2 separate regions of the Urocitellus parryii genome follow, and region 2 is linked to region 1. A link is a contact called in public Hi-C data. All regions are on one chromosome and are shown on one strand. The core of a region is the stretch at or near the end of the contact, and the rest is flanking DNA. Distances in the headings are between cores, read along the strand shown. Region 1 holds the start of Mrpl16 (mitochondrial ribosomal protein L16). Region 2 holds the start of LOC113198780 (olfactory receptor 4D9-like).

The links. A called contact is a pair of places that touch in the nucleus more often than the background predicts.
Region 2: a Hi-C map of muscle shows a contact between it and region 1, with 2.6 times the contacts expected there. The contact joins the promoter of LOC113198780 here to the promoter of Mrpl16 in region 1. A contact is called at or near these places in 2 of 2 Hi-C or Micro-C datasets (liver and muscle).

What each region holds. Positions count from the first base shown.
Region 1 is chr4:13,332,186-13,338,130 of mUroPar1.hap1, reverse strand. It overlaps Mrpl16 (mitochondrial ribosomal protein L16), which reads right to left and starts at 3,563. Exons shown (of 4, transcript XM_026411659.2): 1 at 3,389-3,563; 2 at 3,014-3,079; 3 at 1,289-1,437; 4 at 1-136. The coding sequence starts at 3,443.
Region 2 is chr4:13,580,623-13,587,420 of mUroPar1.hap1, reverse strand. LOC113198780 (olfactory receptor 4D9-like) reads left to right here and starts at 3,732. Exons shown (of 1, transcript XM_026411628.2): 1 at 3,732-4,667. The coding sequence starts at 3,732. The coding sequence ends at 4,667.

The DNA of each region.
Region 1 (5,945 bases), core at 2,314-4,813:
TTCCTTTGCGCGTAATGGGCTTGAAAGGGGCTGGTACTCGCCATATGGCAAACATATTCTTGGGGTCCATAGAGCGGTTGATTGTCAGGCGCATCATTTCAAAATGGCCCCAATGGAGATAACCACCTCCCAATGCCTAAAAGTAAATGAGAGAATTAGAAACACATGGGAACTTAGATGTCTTTAGTGGGTTTTATTATGTCTCCCTTTTTTAGAAACCATGCCTCAAAGATACATATGAAAATGTAAGTTCTTACTAAGAAGTACCATGGAAGAAAAGCCTAGCATATGGTAATAAAAGAGTATGGTAGACCCATTCCAGTGGTGAGCCAGGGTAGGCCTCTGAAGAAGTGACATTTAAAGCTGAGGACAAAATAATAAAAACTAGTTAAGGCAAGAGAATGAGTTCCAGGTAGAGGAACAGTTTATGTAAAGAGCTTGCTGAATGGGAGTAAAAGCCAGAGTGGCTGGAGAAGTGGGCATGAGGTTCTAAGAGGTCAGCAGGGGCTATTCATGCAGGCTGATGAACTTTGAAATGTCTCCCTGCTGGATGAAACATAAAGCTCAGTGCACCTGTTTGTATAGCTACTCAATTAGTTTTTATGGAAGTTACTCAACAAATAAAGGAACAGCTGCCTCATAGCTGAAGTTGTGGATAGTTTTATTTTTACTGAGAGTCTGAAGAGATCTCATGGTCTGGCTGGGCAAATTAGTCTCTCTTCTGCTTTTATATTATGGTAGTTCCCCCAACTCCTTCATAGTTTCTCTTTCTGTGGTTTCAGTTATCTACAGTCAACCACAGTCTGAAAATATTAAATTAAAAAAATATGAAGTAAACAATTCATGAGTTTTTAAATTGCATTTTGTTTTGAGCAGCAAGATATCCTCTTCCACTCCATTCCACCTGGACATGAATTATCTTTTGTCCAGTATGTAACTGTGCTATTTAGGCCATCTATTAGTCACTCAGTAGCCATCTAGGTTATTAGATGCACTGTCATGGTATCACAATGCTTGTACATAGGGTTCAGCACCATCCATAGCCTCAAGCATCCAGTGGGATACTAGGAATGTATCCTTCATAGATAAGGGAGAACCACCGTATTTTCATTCTACATTTAAAAAGATATATGTATACAGGGTACCTAGTAGCCTCTATACATCTGTTTAAAGGGCAGCTAGTATGTGGCATCCCTGTGAGGCACTTCTAATACAGACTGGAGGAAGAGACTAGAATTGAAGACTTTGAAAATTTTTTTGTTTTTAATCTGTAGCTTCCTTCACTCACCAAAATTGCAAAATTGCCTTCTGTGAACTCAGTAGCTTCAGTTGAAGGTCCCCGTATGTCACTCAAATTTTTAGGTTCTCTTCTTACTTTTGGCACAAGTGGTACCCTTTCAACAAATTTAAGCTTGGGCTTTTCAGGGATGGAAATATCTAAAAGGAACACAGACAACCAAGAGTAAGTAAAGCTACATATCTCTCGAAAGAGTTATAACAGTAAATGGTAACTCTTAAGGAGTTACCTTTGGATAATAATTCCAAAGAAATATTACATTTTTCTTGTGAATGCATTTAGTAAAACTGCATTCTTCCAGCTATTGACAATGGTTAATGCAATTGCTTCTAAGTCTTTGAAGATAGCAAAGTTTTAACCTTGAAGCTAATGTGCATTTTTTAACCCCACTCGGGGGTTAACACCTATTAAAGGAACTGTTTGGAAATCATTATTTCTCTTAATCTTCACAACACTTTCATAGCCTTGGTATTTTTTTTTTAAACATTTAACACACATAAAGGTCAGTTAACTATCTGAAAGTGAATGCATGAGACAAATACATCACTATCACCCAGGTCAAGAAACATAATTTAAGGTAGAAAGTGTTTTTAATCTCTATAGATGAAGAACCTTAGGCCTGGAGATGTTTTGTAATTTGGTCTAGACTATCCAATTAAAACAGCAAAGCCAGATAATATGATTCTTTTTTAAAAAATAGTTTACTGCATCTCTGGATGTTAGGATAAAAGCATATTTTATTGCATATAAAAATAACTAAGTTCTTCATTTCTGCCACGTTTTTGTTGGAAAACTTACAACTTAAGAATCTTATCAATCAATGTACTGTCTTTGATATATGTAGAGGCTGTTATGCTGAGACCTGCACAATTCCTAATCTGTGCCCCAGTGTACTGGGTGAGGTTGGGTGGGCATAACCTCAGACCAGACACTTGACTTCTTTATCTTCTTTCCTTGGCAATTTGAGGGGTAGGGAATCAAACATCTTGTCATTTATGTAAAAAAAAATCTCGGTAGTAAAACAAGTATGGCTCCATGATGGAATCATAAAACAGAGGAGACCTCAAAGAATGATATTTGATATAATTATCAGTGGAATTATAAAATTATTACTATTCCAGGTTATAAAAGCTGCCTCCCAGCTTTCTCATGCAGCTAGAAATGAACTTGGTAATGCTTTTGACTGTAAGTCAGTATGTACTTCCCAGAACATAAAGTGATTTAACAATTACACGTTGAAGACCTTCAGATAGCCACATGCTTTTAATTGTTCTGAGATTTCCAGTATATTAAAAAAAGAATGGCAAATTAGTTTACAAAACTGAGGCTTATTGTAAACTTTTATATTTAATACATTAGCACTTTACATAATATTGTTAAATGATTGCATACATGCAATCACCTTTGGAGAGAACATCAAAAGTCCAAATTTGAGGCCAATTAGTTTTGGCTGATTGGACCATGGGCCACTTACCAAGAATAGGCTATAGGGGAACCACCCACTGGCTTTTTGCTCCATTAAGAGCAGGGAACTTTTATGGCCCCTCGTTATTTACCTCTGGTGTTTAGAACACCGACAATATAGTATGCCTTCAACGCATTATTTACTGAATGAGTGAATGGGGACAGATGGCACAAGGACACCCAATGTCTTCTACTTTCTACTGGGTTCCATCAGAGAAAAGACCAAGAGGAAAGTGATAGACAAACTCTCACCTTCAAAGGATGGCACCGGAAGCAGAGTCTTTAGGCCAGCACTGGCGGGCAGGGCTGCCCTAGGATCTACAAAGACAAATAAAGTTGAACCAGGCGACAAAGGCTGAGCTAAAGGTACTTTTGACAGCGCCTAGAGGGTTCCGTTAAATGGGCGCTCAGGCTTCCCTGAAGAAGTCAGCCTGGAGCCACCCCGCCACATGGCTGTGCCCCTTTGGAACGGAACCCTAGAGCGGAGGTGGCGGCGGGAAAGGGCAGCTCCCAACCAGCTGCAGCTAGCACCGTTTTTTGGATTTGGAAGAGGCAACACTGGAGGGCGCGGGGGGGGGGGGGGGGAGAAGGGGGAAGTCTTCTTTAGGACCCAAAGGGACTTCTGACCTGACACGGACACCCGCAGGAGCGGCGCACTGGCGCGAGACAGCAGCCTCCACATGGTCGCGGGCAGCCAGGTTCCCTCCGCTACCACCAGAGTTTCGTTCTCCCGGGTCCGGAGCGGCGCCTCAGCGCCAAGTTAATGTGCTGAGGATACTGCTTAGCCCTGCCGGAAGTTGTGTTCACGCAGGTCCACTCTGCACAGAGTCCCGCCGGAAGGGAAGAAACCCGATCCCGGGAGCTTCGTTCCGGCGCTGCTGTCTGCGGGTCAACATGAGTCCCGTCCAGCCACTTGCGCGCGTTTTCTTGGCTTTGTGGCGGCTTCTACCCAATCCCGCGTCTTTTCCGAAGGCGGAAGGGCTCTGAGTGTTCTCCTTTGAGTACCTCACCGTTCAATCCTGGGGTTCGCTTAGCAGTCAGCTCCTTACTGCGTTACGCCCCTTCTCGAGGGGAACCCTGGGGAACCACCTTAGGAAGATACCAGGGACCGGTCTTTGGTTTACCGTTTTAGAGACTTGCCATGTGTCAGACGAGGACATCCTGTTGTATTAGTCCTCCCAACAATTCCCCGAGACGAGTAAGTCATCCTTGCTTTGCCCATTCCATCCCTAGAGTCAAAGGATTTGCCTTTCTCGGGGTCTCACCACGGAAAAAAAGCAAAGTCAGGATCTGTGAGCCCAGCGATCCCAGGGAAAGGACAGTAGCTTAAGTTAGTCAAGTTACGGTGAAATAACGTGTCACCCTTCTGGGAGAGTGTTGGGTCAATTATTTTTACGAGCCGGAAGCTTTCTAATAATTGGAATGAGAGAAGTTCCTTATCCAAGCTCCTAGGACACAAATGGGATTAGCAAATGGAGACTGATGTCTGTTGTGCTTAAATCATAATAAATCTGCATGTCGCCTTCCCCTGAAAATTAATGTCACAAGTAGCAGCAGATAAGACTCGTCGTGCCTGTGGAAGTATTGAGAGGACTCTATTCACAGTTTGATGGACCTGCACGCTGAATCTGTTTCCAAAGAGTTAACAGACTTTATTACATCCACCTCATGACCCCATTTTAACTTGATTACTTCTGTAAAGACCCTATCTCCAAATAAGATCACATTCCGATGATGGATTGGGGTTTAGGACTTGAGCACATTTTTGGGGGACACAATTCAGCCCACAACAGATGCCATTCCTCGGAAGTCACAAATGGCGAGAGATCAGGGGCAGACAAGATCTTCCTTGACTGATAAAAGCATTAAGTGGGGGAAATAGACACCCCTTGCCCATTTTGTTTTCACTACTCTCTACCTAAAGCAGGATTGAGCTGGGAGAGGGTAGGAGCTCTGCCTTTGAATGGAATTCATAGTTAAGAATATTACACTTTTGGACATTTTAGGTACTGATATGAGAAAGTTTTCCTTGACTAAAAGTAAAAAAAAAAAAACAATTTTAAAGTTTAATTTTAAGTTGTGGAGTAATGAGAAAATGGCAAGACACAGCAACAAAAACCAGCCTCACAGAGATGGTTGGCTAAAAGTAGTATACTGAAGTTGATTTTCACTAGCATTTTCTAAGTCCCATTTACTTTAATTTACAAATTGGTTATAGATTAGTTTTCCTTTTTAGACATGACTAATATCAAGCTTTTTCTCATGTCTTTGATTTTACCCTCCCACACACACCTTTTGTTTTGCAATACTAGGGATTAAACCCACCATCTTTGAGCATACTAGGTAAGTACACTGTGTCTAAAGTACATCCCCATTGTAGTTTTTGCATTTGCAATTTTCTTGCTTGTATGTTTTTTCTATATTTTACTCATACTGTTTATATTTTTTCTTATCAGTTAAAAACTGCTTATTATTTGTTAAATATATTATCTTCTGTGTGGTTGTGCATATTCCAATTTTCTTTTCATTTTGTCTGCAAAATGACTTAGTTTTTTTTTTTTTTTTTTAAGGTATGGCCATTTCTTTTTCTGCAGTAAGGTCTTCCAGGAATTCTGTTCTCTTAAGAGAATTGTACCTCTGCAAGCATTACAGATTTTATTTTACTGACACAAAATAATGGTATGTATTTATGGAGCATGATGTAATTTTTTATATTAAAAGTAAGACCTTTTCTTCATCAAAAGAAACCATTAGAAAAGTGAAAAGGGGAACCCATTCACAGTGCAGAAAATGATATTCATAACATACACAACAATATATGAAAAATTGCTCAAACATAATCAGAAAAAGGATAGACAAGGGGAAAATGGGTAAAAACCTTACTTTACAAAATTGTTAATCTGCTGGAGTTAGGTCTTTTATAGACTCTTATGCATGTTAACACTTGATTTTATCTTTTTAATCGATGTTTTAAATTGGTGCATTACAGTTATACATAAAAGTATAATTGATTGTGACATGTTTATGAATGCAAATGACATAATTTGGTTTATTTCATTCTGCCGTTCCTCCCCTGTCCAATTCTTCCCCTTTCCCTCTCTGTTCCATTTCCTTTACTTCACTGTTCTCACTCTATTTTCATGAGATTCCCCTCTCCCCTACTTTTTAAAATTTGTTATTTATC
Region 2 (6,798 bases), core at 2,483-4,982, 250 kb before region 1:
AAAGCCATACTCAGCAATTTAGTGAGGCCCTAAGCAACTTAGTGAATCCTGTCTCTAAATTAAATAAATAGGGGGGGTGAGGATGTGTCTCAGAGGTTAAGCGTCCCTAGTTAGTTCAATCCCCTGTAATAAATAAATAAAAGTGTACTATTTCTCCATCAATGTCTGAGGTTGGCATCAAAGCTCAAGTCTCCCAAATTAGGGTCTCTCTACCTTTCATAGTTCAAATACAAACAATAAAAGAGCCCTTTATGCATTATCTGAAAAACTGCATGGGTTCTGATTTTCTTTTTTTTTATTATTATTATTTTTCAAAATATTTACTCTGAAGAAACTACATAGCCACTTTTTTAAAACATTTGCCAGCAATTAAATCCTCTGAGTTATTGCTGGATTAATTAACAGATGGAAGTAAGACTGCAGAATTAGCTTTGTGTGGCTTAAACGTCAAAGGAAAGAATTTAGGAGGAAAGTGAGCTCACCACAAGTTCTATTCTGGAAAGAAAATAGGAGGAAAAGTCCTGGAGGGCCCAGAGAGCTCCGTGGTGAAGAGCAGGACCAGGGCTGGCCTCTGTGTGGGCAGGGGAGGGTACAAAGGCATGTCCTTAGAACCGTGAAACAGACTTGACTCAGTGACTCAACGGAAGGGGAAGCAGCCGAGCCCTGTTGTCATTGTGAAGCAGCGATGTGGGCATTCGAAGGGACAAAAGAAGGCCAGGGAGAATAGCAGGTCAGAGTCAGGAGGTAAAAAAAATTACAGAGGCCTGGTGAGCGCAAATGCGATTAGGCAGGCAGGTCTGGGGCAGCGGTTCTCAAAGCCAGGATTAGGCCCTCCTGCAGAGGCCCTGCAGAGACAGAGGCAGAGGATCCGGCCTTCCTAACAAAAGACCAAGAAATGGCTCGCAGGTCCAGGAGAAAGAAATTTCTGAGGCTTTCAGAGACACTTATGCACAACTGCGAGCTCTTTTTAGTAAATGCTTTAAGAAAGGGAGGCCAGGGCCCACGGTCAGGCTTTTCAGGAGAAGACACAGTAAATTCTCCTGGCCGCGTTGGCCTTCTTGGGCAGGCATTTTAATGAGGATCTGGGGCCATCCCAGGGACACGGCCTTATGACCTTACACAGCTGGAAGCCATGTGTCACGATTGGGTCTTAAATGTGCCCCAGAGGCCCAAGGACTGCAGGCTTGGTCACCAGCCTGTGGCACAGTAGGGAGGTGGTGGAACACTTAGGAGGAGGAGCAGAGCAGAAGGAGGCAGGTCCTGGGGGCATGTCCTGGAGGGGGATGTGGGGACCCCAGCCCTTTCCTCTCTCTTTTTGCCCCCTGGCTGCCATGAGGTGAGCAGTGGCCTCTGCCCCATGCTACCACCTTGAGGTAATGTCCCCGTGCTGCCACAGGCACAAGGCCACAGGCCCAACCACCACAGACTAAAACCTCTGAAACCAGCCAGAATAAGTGTTTCCTCTTTTTGAGTTGTGTAGACCCAGGATTTTGTCACAGCAATGAAAGCTGACTAACATACCATGCTAGATTTTGGTCTAGTACAATTGCTTTGGTCTGACAGTTCTGCAGTTCTCAGGAGCATGAGGAAATGTTGTGGGGTGATGAAAGTATTCATTATCCTAATTATGGTGGTTTCTCCGAGATTAGAGAGATGATAGATAGATAGATAGATAGATAGATAGATAGATAGATAGATAATGTATGCACGTATATATAAATACACACACACACACATATATTATGTATCTTGATGTTAAAACCCATCAAATTCTATCCTTTAAATGTGTGAAGTTTATTGTAGGTAAATTACACCTCAGCAAAGCTGATTTTAAAAAGCAAAAAGAAAGCTACAACAGGCAATTTCACTTTGAGCAATTAACAAAACCACTATATCCAGATGTGTATCAACAACCCAAAGCGTTGTACTTATTTTAAACTTATTTCACACTCTTTGAAACAGGGTGCAAAGCAAGGGAAAGAGTTGAATTGGGATTTGGAGGAAGTAAAGTTTGGTAATAAAAGTTTAAAAAGTGTGTACCTTTGCATTATGTTTTAGACCTTTTTATCCTTTGGCACATCTGTTCTTTAAAAAAATAAAAATAATAGATTTTACTTCTTAGAGCAGTTTTAGGTTCACAGAAAAACTGAACAGTAAGTGCAGAGAGTTCCCATATACCCGCTCTCTTCACCACCACCAGTTTCCCTAATCATTAATAAAATCTTTCATTAGTGTAGTACATTAGTTAACAATTGATGAACCAATATTGGAGTGTTATTATTAACTAAAGTCCATAACTTACATTAGGGATCACTCTGTTGTACACTTCAACAGGTTTTGACAAATGTGTAATGTCATATATCCATGATTATAGTATCATCCAGGATAGTGGTAGCATCGATTACAGTATCATAGGCAGCTTATTAGAGCATCAAACAGGGCAGTTTCTCTACCCTAAAAACCTCCTATGCTCCACCTATTCACCCTTCCTATCCCAGCCCCTGGTGAGCACTTACCACTTTATTGTCCCTACAGTTTTGTGTTTTTCTGAGCATGTCACATACTTGGAATCATACAGCTTGTACCTTTTCAGATTGGCTCCTTTCACTGAGCAATAGCATTTAAGTTTCCTCCAGGCCCACCCAGGCCTTGAGAGCTTTTTTCTTTTTACCAGTGAATGATATTCCATGGTTTAGAACCACATATCTTTTAAATGCCAGATTTGACCATATCGGCGATTATTTCAAAGAATTGTATTTTGCAGGAAATCTATAATAGTGCATTTTAGTCAGTATGACTCAAATAATGTCATTTGGAAGATTAGATTTGATCAATGTAAATAAGAGGGAGAGAGTGGTCTGCGGTGAACTTGGGTTAAATAAATTTAAACTAGCATCTTTACTTCTCAGAGAATTCACTAAATTTTTTTCAAGAGGACTATAGACTCTATAAAATTTTCCAACCATGAAATTTGTTAAGTAGAATTTTATGAACATACCAATAGATGACTGTCAATCAACGGACATCATTAGAAATCCACTCTTTATTCCACTCTGAGAGAACTGAAGAAACACCAATGGTTTGGATGTGAAGTCCCCCAAAAGCTCACATGTGAGACAATGAAAGACAGTTTGGAAGAGAAATGGTTGGGTTATAGCTCTTAACCTAATCAGTAAATTAATCCCTGATGGGATCAACTGAGTGGTACCTGGACACAGGTGGGCGTGGCTGGGGAAAGTGGTTCATTAGGGGCATGGCTATGGGTATATACTTTGTACCTGGCTAGGGGAGAGTCTCTCTCTCTCTCTCTCTCTCTCTCTCTCTCTCTCTCTCTCTCTCTCTCTCTCTCCCTCTCTCCTTCCTAATCACCATGTGAGCTGCTTCCCTCTGCCACACTCTTCCACCAGGATGCCTCACCTTGAGCCCTGAGGGATAGAGCTTGTTATCTATGGATGGACAGCTCTGAAATTGTGAGCCCCTACATATTTTTCCTCTTCTACAGTTGTTCTGGCCCAGTCCTTTAGTCACAGTAGCAAAAAAAGCTGACTAAAACACCAATTATCTACCAAGGACAGCTTACCTTAGGCATCCTTGCCCACGTAGAAAATGGCCCTAAAAAAGTAACATCCCAAGCACACAGACTTGACTTCTCTCTGTTTTCAGTGATGTACCTTCTATAACAAGAGTATTTTCTCCCCAGGTGGTTGAAGAAGTAGAAGAAACATGATCCAATGGAGCAGGGAAATTACACCAGGGTGAAAGAATTTATTCTTCAAGGATTGACCCAATCCCGAGAGCTGAGCTTGCTCTTATTTATTTTCTTGTTTTGTGTGTACACAGCAACTGTGATGGGGAACCTCCTCATCATGGTCACTGTGACCTGGGAGTCCCGCCTTCACACCCCCATGTACTTCCTGCTCCGCAATCTCTCTGTCTTGGACATCTGCTTCTCCTCCATCACGGCTCCTAAGGTCTTGGTGGACCTTCTGTCAAGGAGAAAGGCCATCTCCTTCAATGGGTGCATCACCCAGATGTTCTTCTTCCACCTCCTGGGTGGGGCAGACATTTTCTCCCTCTCTGTCATGGCGTTTGACCGCTACATGGCCATCTCCAAGCCCCTGCACTACGTGACCATCATGAGTCAGGGGAGATGCACGGCCCTCATCGTGGCCTCCTGGGTGGGGGGCTTCGTCCACTCCATCGTGCAGATCTCCCTCTTGCTCCCGCTGCCCTTCTGTGGACCCAATGTTGTTGATGGCTTCTACTGTGATGTCCCCCAGGTCCTCAAACTCGCCTGCACTGACACGTTCGCTCTGGAGGTCTTAATGATTTCCAACAACGGCTTGATCTCCACCCTGTGGTTTGTCCTTCTCCTTGTGTCCTACACAGTCATCCTGACCATGCTGAGGTCACACACTGGAGAGGGCAAGAGGAAAGCCATCTCCACCTGCACCTCCCACATCACTGTGGTGACCCTGCATTTTGTGCCCTGCATCTACGTCTACGCCCGACCCTTCACCGCCCTCCCCATGGACAGAGCTGTCTCCATCACCTTCACTGTCGTCATCCCTGTCCTGAACCCCATGATCTACACCCTGAGGAACCAGGAGATGAAGTCAGCCATGAGGAGACTGAAGAAAAGACTTGGGCCTTCCGAAAAGCAATAGATGCTATGAATTCCAGATTGGAAAATAAGAACTGAAAAAAATATTTCCTTATGACACAATAGAAAGTTCCCTTCAATATACCATCTTGAGACCGAATCTTATCCTTGCTCTACAGCGGAGTCCTCTACTAAGTCTTCCCTGAGACAATCACCTCTGTAAGTTTTTCTCTGGGTGAGACTGATGGCAAATTAGAGCTTCACATCTATAAACTGTCAGCTCTTAAAGGAACTCAGATGCTTACACCATCCAAACACCTCGTCTTCCAGGTGAGGGAATAGAGTCTAAACAGAAATCATCTCTTGACTTTGGAGTTGTGGTAGCCTCGTGGGTTGCCTAGGAGATAATTAGTAAAATGACTTCCAGGGACAGAAGTAAAGTCTATAACACTCACCTACTTCTCCTTAGGTAGAAGTTGGTTTTCCATCACTAACCTTGGAGACTTTGGTTTCAATTTTTCTAAGGAAGCCTCTGAATTTCCTTTGTATAAGATGAGGGAAGTTTCATGTTCTATCAAAGATTTCCTAGTTAATGAATAGGAGAGGCAAGACTCTCAACTCTCAACTGAGTGTTCCTGCTGCCTCAGACAGGATTTGTCAGAATCTGAAACTACCTCGCCTATAAAAATGTCTCCTCTGTGGTAGTATCCTGAGAGGCACTTGTTGGTCCTTGCTTCACAAAAGAGGACATATTGTAAGACTTGGGATTCCTGTGAGAATTTCAATGTCATTTTAGAGTCATTCATTCCTGATCAGACCTCCAGGAAGAAAGGAATCCTACCCCACCTGCATCTCTAGAACATGCCTGGCTCGCACATGCCCAAGAAACAAAACCTTAAGAAGAAAATCTACTTTCCATCATTCAGGGACTGATCGGCTAAAGATGACCAATCTGCCCATTCTCCTCATTCTTTATAGGATTCTCTTTAGCACCACCTCTTTAATAGAAGGAAGAAATATCATTTGATCCTAGTCATTGTCCGAGGAACCTATTTGTTAGGTGGAAATTGGAAATGAATTAAAATTTGGACTGGATATGTTGATTGGCCTGCCACAACTCAGTTTAATCTGCCAGGTGTCTAGTATAATGGAAGGGAAGTAAAGAAAGGTTTGTATGGTGTGATCTAGGAGGAAACTCAGGCAAAGGGAACCTGCTCTCAAACAAAGCCCTTCCCAACCATCTGTGTCACTGCTTACTGTTTCTCTCTCATTCTGACCTCAAATTTCTGTTCTTGGGGTATTTCAAACATTAAACATGGTTCACAGAGAACGTGCCACAACTTTTAAAAAGTATATACAGCTCCAGGTCACAGCAACCTCAGCTTCCAATTATAGTGTTGGTGGTCACAGCAGGGCACGGGAGGGGACGTGTCTCTAAATCCACTCTCAGCAGGACCTCTCGGGGGATTGGTTCTGGTGATCTTATGGGACGATTCATTTTAGGTGGACTTATGGAAGGCCCAGGTATCCTTCCAGAGTAGAGGAGAAGTAGCACAGGAATGCTTCAGTGGAGGGACCCAAAGGGGATCAATCCAAGCCCAGGATGTCAAAAGTAGCCTGAGGGACCCAAGCACAGAAAAACAGATCACTTCAGCAAGGTGGCCTAGGCAAAGCCAGGCAGGCACTATCAACAAAATCCACATTTTCTTATATTTGATCCTGGACATGTGGATGATTTACTAAAGTTGAAAGACTTTTTTAATATTTTTTTTAATTTTTTATTTGTAGTTGGACACAATACCTTTATTTTACTTATTTATTTTTATGTGGTGCTGAGAATTGAACCCAGGGCCTTGCACGTGCTAGGGAAGCACTCTACCAATGAGCCACAACTTCAGCCCAAAGGATTTTTTTTTTTAATCTGTGTTTGCTGCTTTCCAGCGGCTGCCAATTCCTGTCTAGAGCTAAAATTGTTCACCCTATTTCTGACTCTGTCCTTGAATTTTGTATCCACTTGCCCATGAACAAAAACTCCAAGAACACATCAAACTTCTCTTTGAACCAGAGTACAGAATCACATTCTGCCATGCCCAGGATGTGCCTTTGTCTATCACAATAGTAGGTACTTTCTTTCTTATAAATCATTTTATTTTTAAAAATCATACTTTTCATAAAAATTAAGCTTCCTTCTTTAT